Linked DNA regions of Mus musculus: all the other regions are linked to region 3. Evidence: chromatin contacts called from public ChIA-PET data. All regions are on one chromosome and are shown on one strand. The core of a region is the stretch at or near the end of the contact, and the rest is flanking DNA. Distances in the headings are between cores, read along the strand shown.

Region 1 (2,756 bases), core at 179-2,678, 570 kb before region 3:
TATGTACATTTTAGCATGATATATATTTAGTCACATGTCTATTACTCCACTTAACTATAATTTCCTTAAAGGTAAGGATTAAGGTTCTGTCTTTTATAAGTCCATGCGTACTACTAGTTCAACAACAGCACAGTGGTACAGGCAAAGCACTTGGCTAGTTATGGAAAGCATACAAATAAAACAATGTGTAAATTTCTTCACGTAGTAAGAAAGTAGTAACCTGGAGTAGTGAATTTACACACGCAGGGCTTTAGTTAGGATCATCAGTGTTTTTCCACAGACCCAGTGTTAGCTGCTTAGTCCCTGAGCAGCACCATTGATCACTGAGCCTCTGTGATGTGACGCGTAGTAGGAAGCCATAAGATCACTGAGGATATAGACCGTGCTCCCCTTTCTCTGCCTTTCCTTTCTGGATGGTGAAGGGAGTGGTTTTGCTCGGTTGTACACTCCAGCCACCACTTGATACTTCCACAGTCCCAAAGCAATAGTGAGAACTAAATGTGGCCAAAGCCACAAAAGCTGTGAGCCAGGACAACTTTTCTCTTTGTGAGTTAATTGCCTCAGGGGTGTCACTAGAGTGAGATCTGACTAATGCAGCCAGGCACCAACATACAGGAATGTCACCCATAATACATGAAAACTTCCACGTGGAAAACAACCTCTTTCAAGGCAGGCATATATCTTCTGAGTCTGTAGGACTGCGAACGTGAGATTTTTTATTTCCTTGGGTATATTCTCTGACTCCAGACATCAGGCATATTCCGTGACTCAAGATTTTGTTTGGTTTTGCTTTTTAGGTTTTCTTGATAAAATCACTTTCTCTTTCCAAAGTTCTAACAGTTCTGACAATGGACATAGCTTTTCACAGAAGCTTAAGCATTTTGACTACCTAGGGTGGCATGGACTAGTGTTCTGGCAGGCATTCAGACTACAAAATTCAGTGGTTTTGCCACCATACATGTATAATGTTATGTAAATGAGACTCCAAGAGGGAAAATGTAGAGAAGTGCAGGACAGGGCTTTGTAGCATGTAATTTTTGCTACCCTGCTTTAAGCTCTGGGTGGACTGTGTTATCAGCCCCACCCAGGTTCTCTTGGATCCTCGGATGAAACACACACACACACACACACACGCTTATTTTTCAACCTGCCTTATTGGCTCAGTTGCTGGGTGCTTCTAATCTCCCATGGCTAGATTGCCTTTTCCAATACTCTTAGCACCCTAAATCTGCCCTCAGCTTTAGTTCCTACCCCAGGCCCAGTTGGGGAAGTAGCTAATGGCCACTTCACCCTAGATCTCACATGGCTGATGGCCTTTTCTCCCTCTGAAGCATGGCAAAATCTCTCTTCCTCTCATTGCATATCTTTAGCTTCTACTGCAGGGGACATGGAAGTCCCGCCTCTTTCCTTCTGCCCAGCAATTGGCCCCTGGCATCTTTATTGATAGATCAAGAACCAATTGGGAAACAGGATTTTACCACCAAGAGCCACTCCCTACAGGACTTAAAGAGAAAATCACTGTGAGAGAACGACATCAATCAGACAAGCTGAGTAGTACACACTGGAACACAGTGAATCAATTAGGTCAGCCTCCTTGATGATACAAATTAGCAAGGCCTGTTTGTGAACAGTAGAGATTGTTAGAATTCTTTCAAATCAGAAAATTGAACTAACTCTTGTAATGCATGCGCTCTCTCTCTGTCTCTGTCTCTGTCTCTCTCGCTCTGTCTCTCTCTCTCTCTCTCTCTCTCTCTCTCTCTCTCTCTCTCTCTCTCTCTCTCTCTCTCTCTCTCTCTCTCTCTCTCTCTCTCTCTCTCTCTCGATAAGGTCTTTTACTGAACTCAGAGCTTACCAACTGGATAGACAGGTCAGGCAGCAAGAGACCTCCTGTCTCTACCAACCAGTTTTCAGATTACAACTGAGGTCCTCATGCTGGTATAACAAACATTTAACAGAGCAAACCATCTGACAAGGCAGATTTTTATTCTTATAAGTAGGCAAGTTTAGGAAATACTAAATGGGTTCATTTTAACTCCTGATATCAAATTTAGTCCTAAAAGTTTCACAAATCCCTCTACTTACAATCCCAGCTTCCCCATACTGATGCCCACAGAGTTTACTCTCTCTTTTTTCACCAATCCTTCTCTCTCAGGATCCCTCTTTTCCTCTACTTCCTTCCCCTCCCCCCCCCTCTTTTCTTTCCTCCTTTCAAATTCCTGCCCCCTCTTTGTCCAGAATTCGCTCAGTTCAGTGTTTTATGAGGAGTCCGGGGAGTCCTGCCCTGCAAGTGGAGGTAAAGGCAGCAGAAGCCACAGGTGCTGCAGGTCACTACTTGATGTCACTCATGAATTTACGAACATACAGAGGTGATTTCGGTATATTACCTAACTATATCACCAGGTGAGTTTGTTTGCTTTTTACATGCTGATCAAATAAAGTCGGATCATAAAGCCGAGCTGTTCAATTCCCTTCAGAAAGTCCCTAGTCCTTCCACTTGGGAATTTTGAATCTGAAAAGTTCGAGCATTTTCTATGTGATTTTCTTTCTAAAAATACAACTTGCGTGAAGCCTGGTACTATTTTCACTTTGTGCACTCAGCATGATAAGCAGCACCTGGGGAAGTGTTGCTTGTATCAACTCTAACCTTAGGCCTCTGTTGCTCTGAGCAGTACTCTTGGCATTTTCAGAGAGACTCCTTCCTGGTCCTGACCGTTCTGTTGCCTCTTAAGGTTTAAACATATGGGTTGAAGGTAAGT
Region 2 (2,700 bases), core at 201-2,700, 650 kb before region 3:
GAAAACCATTATGTTTTCTCCCATTTAGAAATTAGCATCATCGTTGCTTTAGCAGTAGATGCGTTACTTTTCCCTCTTGAGGAAGTCAGGATACTTGCCGTTATTAATGTCTCCAGTTCCTGCAGTGGGAATAGTCACGGCTTCTGATCGTCCTTTTCTGTCACTTTAATTTTGGTTGGCCTTTGGAAGACTTGAATGACAGGTACTGAACTTAGTATTGTCACTGTGCTTACATATGTGTGTGTGCCTGTGTGAGCACACGAGGGAATGACTGTGGACACCAGAAGATGTCAGACACCTTGAACTAGAGTTATAGGCCCTTGTGAACTTTCTGCCCTGGGTACTTCGAACCGAACTTCAGGCCTCAGGAAGAGCAGCAAACATTCTTAGCCACCGAGCCATCTGTCTCATCTCCGTTGATTGTCACCATTGTGTCTCACTTCTTAATCTGTGGAAAGGGGTTAAGGATATCTGCCCTGGGTGTTTCTCTGGCTGCTTATGATAGCAAATAAAGCTGTGGAAACAAATAAATTTAGGGAGAGGATTCCCATTTAATAGCTGAAATGTCATGGTCTAAAGCAGGATGCACATGAGACATTAACAGGAAGATAAAACTACTGACCTAAGCCATTTTATAAAGATTATGGCTGACTATTTTAGGAAATGTTCTTCTGGGATTTTTTTCTCTGCCTTTATACCTGGCTATCACTCGGCCCTCTAGCTGGGACATGATACTCTAGAACATGGCAGGATCCTAACTGCAGTGCTGGGTGGTAATTTGTGGTTCATATCTTGATCCTAGGCTGAATAGATCAAGAATTCAATCTAACAAGATATGTAAACAGAATTTTACAAACTAATCAGTTATCATGACCAGTGGATCATAAAGAGACCGTGGGAGGCCTCTGCGTTTGGTTTTATAACTTGTGGTTTTAAATGTTCTCTTAACTCAGGGGCCTTTGAGCTGCAGTCATGCCTTGGCAGCCATAGGTGTTGATTCTAGAACCACCCGTGAACATTAAAGTCTATGGGTTCTCAAGGAGCCTGCATTAAATGGCATTTTAATTGCATGCTCCCTATGTCCATCTTTCTGTGTACTTTAAATCATCTCAGTCCAGCTTACACATCCTGATACAGTAAAAATGTGATACAAACAGCCACTTTACTGCAGTGCTTTGAGACAATGCCAAGAACTGTCTAGGGAATTCGAATGTGTTCAGTAGAGATGCAGCTTGGTTTTATGAATATTTTCCATCTTCTGTTGGTTGAATCTGCTGATGCAGACCTCACAGATACAGAAGGGTAATTGTGTCAGATGGCATTAGGAGTTTGCAGTGGAACTATATGACAATATAAGAAATAAAAGTCTGGCAACTGCCTACAAGGTAGGTGTCAGAGTCTGTTTGCTTTGCTGTGTCTGTCCACATTTACCTCAGGCTGAACAGAGGAAGGCAGCTTGAGGAGTAAATGGGCCTGTACTGAAACTGATTTCTGCAGCAACTATTGCTGAAAACCAGGAATATCCAAGTGACCCAGTCAGGGTGATTAGTATACAAATATAACCCAATTCCAAAAGAACATGGACATGAACTCTGAGAGAGACTAAGCTATGAACAGATTGTTATTGTTTCTCTACTTAAAATGTATGAAAAGAAATAGGTACATTTCCTCTTTGGGCATGTTAAAAGTTAGAGATGTTCATGGACTGTGTTTTGTAAAACACACACCTGTGTTTTTTTCTTTCAAAGCAAATATAAGAAGTTTCATATGGAGAAATGTTGGTATTGCAATACGGCTTGCAAAGAAATGCTTTTGGAACTGAACTCAGCTTGGGACCCTGGGTTCCATCCTTACCCTGCCTGGGGCAGGAGGAGGAGAGGCCAGGAGAAGTGATTTAAAGAGAAACTTCTACCAGTGGGGAAATCACATTGTAAATAAGATGTATCTTCCACCAGAGGCAGCCCACGGACACAGGGTGTCACGTTTAACCCATAGCATGTAGGACTGACCCTGTGGGTGGCAGGAAGGAAGAGGAGTGCCCTTGGCATTCTGCAAAGGATGGGCTTTGAACTATGGCCAGCAGAGAGGTTGAATTCTTAGACTGCTCAACCGCAGGACTGTGCGGCGAAAACGGGGATTTCCACTTTCAAAAATAGCACAACTTCAGTTAGGTTTGAGATGGCCTTTTTGGGAAGTTTCTTATATTTAGGTTCACCACCCCCACCCCAATCACGTCCTTTAAAGCCCTCCTGCAGCATAGCACAAGTTCTCAGATTTTTAATGACCTAATTTACCCCAAGTTTCAATTTGTAATCAAGTTGTTTTCCTGGGTGTGTAAAGCAAGCTGTGGCATTGACAAAAATAAAAATAAATAAAAATAAATAAAAACCTGTTCACCAACATGGCCAAAGGGGGAAAGTGACTGGGGACTGTTCTTCTTCAGGCTTCTCTCTGCTTTCCCAATTGCATATATGGTAGTTTGTATAAAAAGGTGCTCAGAGGTGGGATCAATGGGTTAGGGTGCTCTGCTGGCTTAGTTGTAAAAGCTGAAAAGTTTCAGCCTAGAGCCAGTTAGCCCCAGGGCTCTCCACTTCATGATCATTAGTTGTACAAATTGCAGAAATAGAATCTCAAAAAATAAAACCTATAATGAGTTCTTTTTTTCTTTCTTTTTTGTTTAAAAAGTAAAAATCTATACAA
Region 3 (2,700 bases), core at 151-2,650:
TGGATTGCCATCCCTCTGAACAATGGCTGTTCATTCATTAGTCAGTTCTGTGTGTGTATCACAGTTTTAATCTTTAAAGCTTTCTTCTAGTGTATATTAGAGCTCTCAGCATTGTGACAGACGCCTGAGAGAAACAACTGATGGGAGAAGAGATGTATTTGGGCTCACGGCTTTGGAAGTTTCACACCATGGTCAGCAGTCACCGTTGCTTTTAGGTGTGTGGTAAAACAGAAACATCAGGACCAATGGACATGCCAAAATCACGTCATGACATCCAGGAAACAGAAAAATAGCAGGATGGGCCAGAGTAAAAATAGACTGTTCACACCCATGCCGTCCAATGTCGCCCCTACGCTCCAGTTCCAGTGTTGTTTACTCAATAGACTAACTCATCAGTGGCTTAAGACGTTAGATCTGAGCCCCAGGCTCTGTTCATCTGTGGGAAAGCCCTCAGCTACTGAGGAGTGCGCTTCACTAGTCTAGGCATCTTTCTACTGATTTTTTGTAATAATTGTTTTTTGTTTTGTTGTGTTTTGTTTTTTTTTTTAATTATCTATGTATACAAGTACATTGTGGCTATCTTTCAGACATACCAGAAAAGGGCATCAGATCCCATTACAGATGATTGTGAGCCACCATGCGGCTGCTGGGAATTGAACTTAGGACCTCTGAAGAGCAGTCAATGCTCTTAACCACTGAACCATCTCTCTAGCCCCTAGCTGTTTTGGGGGGCTTTGTTTGTTTGTTTGTTTGTTTGTTTTCTAAGGTCAACTATAGACTTACAGACTTTTTTTTCTTTGCCAGATTCCACCCCTTCCCCCATTTGAAGTTCTTTGGGGATTTGAATCAGCATTCTATCACTATAATGCTTACTAATAATGACTAATTTTCCATAGTTAAATGCTCTTCAATACAAGTCTTTTATGTCCCTTATTCGCTTTAGACATCCTAAGCACAGGGTATTTCTTACTACGTTTATTTTTAGCATGCTGTTCTATGTTTTGTGTTGACAAATGGAATATTCTCTCATATTGAGGTTTATGAATGGCTTCATGTTTAAACAGAAATACTATCACATCAAGTCATCTAAGCCTTTTCATGGTTTCTGACTGGCTTCCCCAGTGAGTATTTGCGCTTTCACAGGTTAGAGCCTTTGCTGGGTGCTGTCCTCTTACCTCAGGGCAGCTCCCCTGGGGTTCCAGTACAGAGCACAGCCAAGCCATTGCTTCACCCAGCCTTGCCTTGTAACCATACGCCTGTCTACTCAGTCTGCACTTCATCTCTCTCCCTCCTTGCTCCTTTTCACGGTAACTCAGCATAAAAGTGGCAAAACAGCGGCTGCTATCTTGCCTTGAAATTTCCTTCACTGAGCAGAGTCTGTTACTTTAAAACAGCCTGTCTCAAGGTCTCAGGAAACGGGCAAGAGGAAGCCAGATTCTATGCCACATTGTAACCTCATGAGCCAGCCCCCAACAGCCTCCAGTCTCTCCTCCTAGTCTTCCAAACTCCCACCACAGCTGTTGAGCTGTTTACAAGTTTCTAAGGGAGTTTTCAGCCTGGATTCTCAAACTCTTCCATAATCCTCTCACAGACGCTCTAAAGACCATAACAGTCATACCAACACCCTCATAACAACACCACTCTCAGTACCGACTTAGTGACAAGCATGAATTACTTGTGTTGTAGATTAGGCGCTCTGCCAGCCTGACTTTGGGCAACTCAGCCACAGCCACTTAAGTAACTCACCACTGTCAGGGGCTGTGCCTTTCCACCATGCAATAGGAGAACCTTTTAAAGTGTGCTGGCCACCCCAGATCTCTGTGGGCATCTTGCTTATTCATTCTGTCTGTATCTGTTTCTGTCTCCATCTCCCTGTCTGTTTTCTATCTGTCTGTCTGCCTATTTGTCTGTCTGTCTGTCTGTCTGTCTGTCTGTCTCCCTGTCTGTCTCCCTGTCTACCTGTCTGTCTCCCTGTCTGTCTGCCTGTCTGTCTGTCTGCCTGCCTATCTTCCTGTCTGTCTGTCTGCCTATCTTCCTGTCTGTCTGTCTCCCTGTCTGTCTGTCTGTCTGTCTGTCTGTCTGTCTGCCTGTCTGACTGACTGTCTGACTTTCTGTCTGTCTGCCTGTCTCCCTGCCTGTCTCCCTGTCTGTCTGTCTGCCTATCTTCCTGTCTGTCTGTCTGCCTGTCTCCCTGCCTGTCTCCCTGTCTGTCTGTCTGCCTATCTGACTGACTGTCTGACTGTCTGTCTGTCTGTCTGTCTGTCTGTCTGTCTGTCTGACTAGCTGGTTCATGCCCCCACTCTGAGACACCCTTTCAATCTCCTCTGTCTCCCAGCAGATGTCTTGCCTTCAGCCTATTCTGTGGCATGATCTCTGAGTATCACACCTTGGCCCCAAACCACCAGGGTACCTGGACAGAAGCGGATTTGGGAGAGAGTGTTTGCTTGGCCTACAGGTTGAGAGGTTACATCCCCGTCACGGAAAGCTTAGTGGGAAGAGCTGCAAACACTGAGTGATAGTTGGGAAGCAGGAAGGTTAATAGAAGGGTCAGGGGCAATTTAAAACCTCAAGTTCCACCTCCAGTGACCCACTTCCTCCAGCAACCCCCACCTTCCTACATTATACAACTTCCCAAACAAAGTGACACCATCAGGAACTGCAGGGACTTTCAGTATGATGGAGCCAAGGTATGGTTAAGGG

Evidence for each region. ChIA-PET counts read pairs in DNA pulled down with a chosen protein or histone mark.
Region 1: an RNA polymerase II ChIA-PET map of effector CD8 T cells shows a contact between it and region 3, with 11 read pairs. The contact joins two enhancer-like sites.
Region 2: an RNA polymerase II ChIA-PET map of effector CD8 T cells shows a contact between it and region 3, with 19 read pairs. The contact joins two enhancer-like sites. A contact is called at or near these places in 3 of 39 promoter capture datasets (embryonic stem cells, hippocampal neurons and pre-B cells) and 1 of 115 datasets of contacts at active chromatin or transcription factors (effector CD8 T cells).

What each region holds. Positions count from the first base shown.
Region 1 is chr10:19,042,648-19,045,403 of GRCm38.p6, forward strand. No RefSeq gene overlaps it. Among named protein-coding and RNA genes, the nearest start is that of Gm51814, 19 kb to the right of the region's middle. Within about 2 kb of position 1,429, at least 133 of the 459 cell types and tissues checked have an H3K27ac peak or open chromatin away from gene starts, as enhancers often do. A contact at or near this core is called in effector CD8 T cells, where this site is marked.
Region 2 is chr10:18,962,956-18,965,655 of GRCm38.p6, forward strand. No RefSeq gene overlaps it. Among named protein-coding and RNA genes, the nearest start is that of Tnfaip3, 51 kb to the right of the region's middle. Within about 2 kb of position 1,451, at least 68 of the 459 cell types and tissues checked have an H3K27ac peak or open chromatin away from gene starts, as enhancers often do. A contact at or near this core is called in effector CD8 T cells, where this site is marked.
Region 3 is chr10:19,611,956-19,614,655 of GRCm38.p6, forward strand. No RefSeq gene overlaps it. Among named protein-coding and RNA genes, the nearest start is that of Il22ra2, 8.7 kb to the right of the region's middle. Within about 2 kb of position 1,401, at least 127 of the 459 cell types and tissues checked have an H3K27ac peak or open chromatin away from gene starts, as enhancers often do. A contact at or near this core is called in effector CD8 T cells, where this site is marked.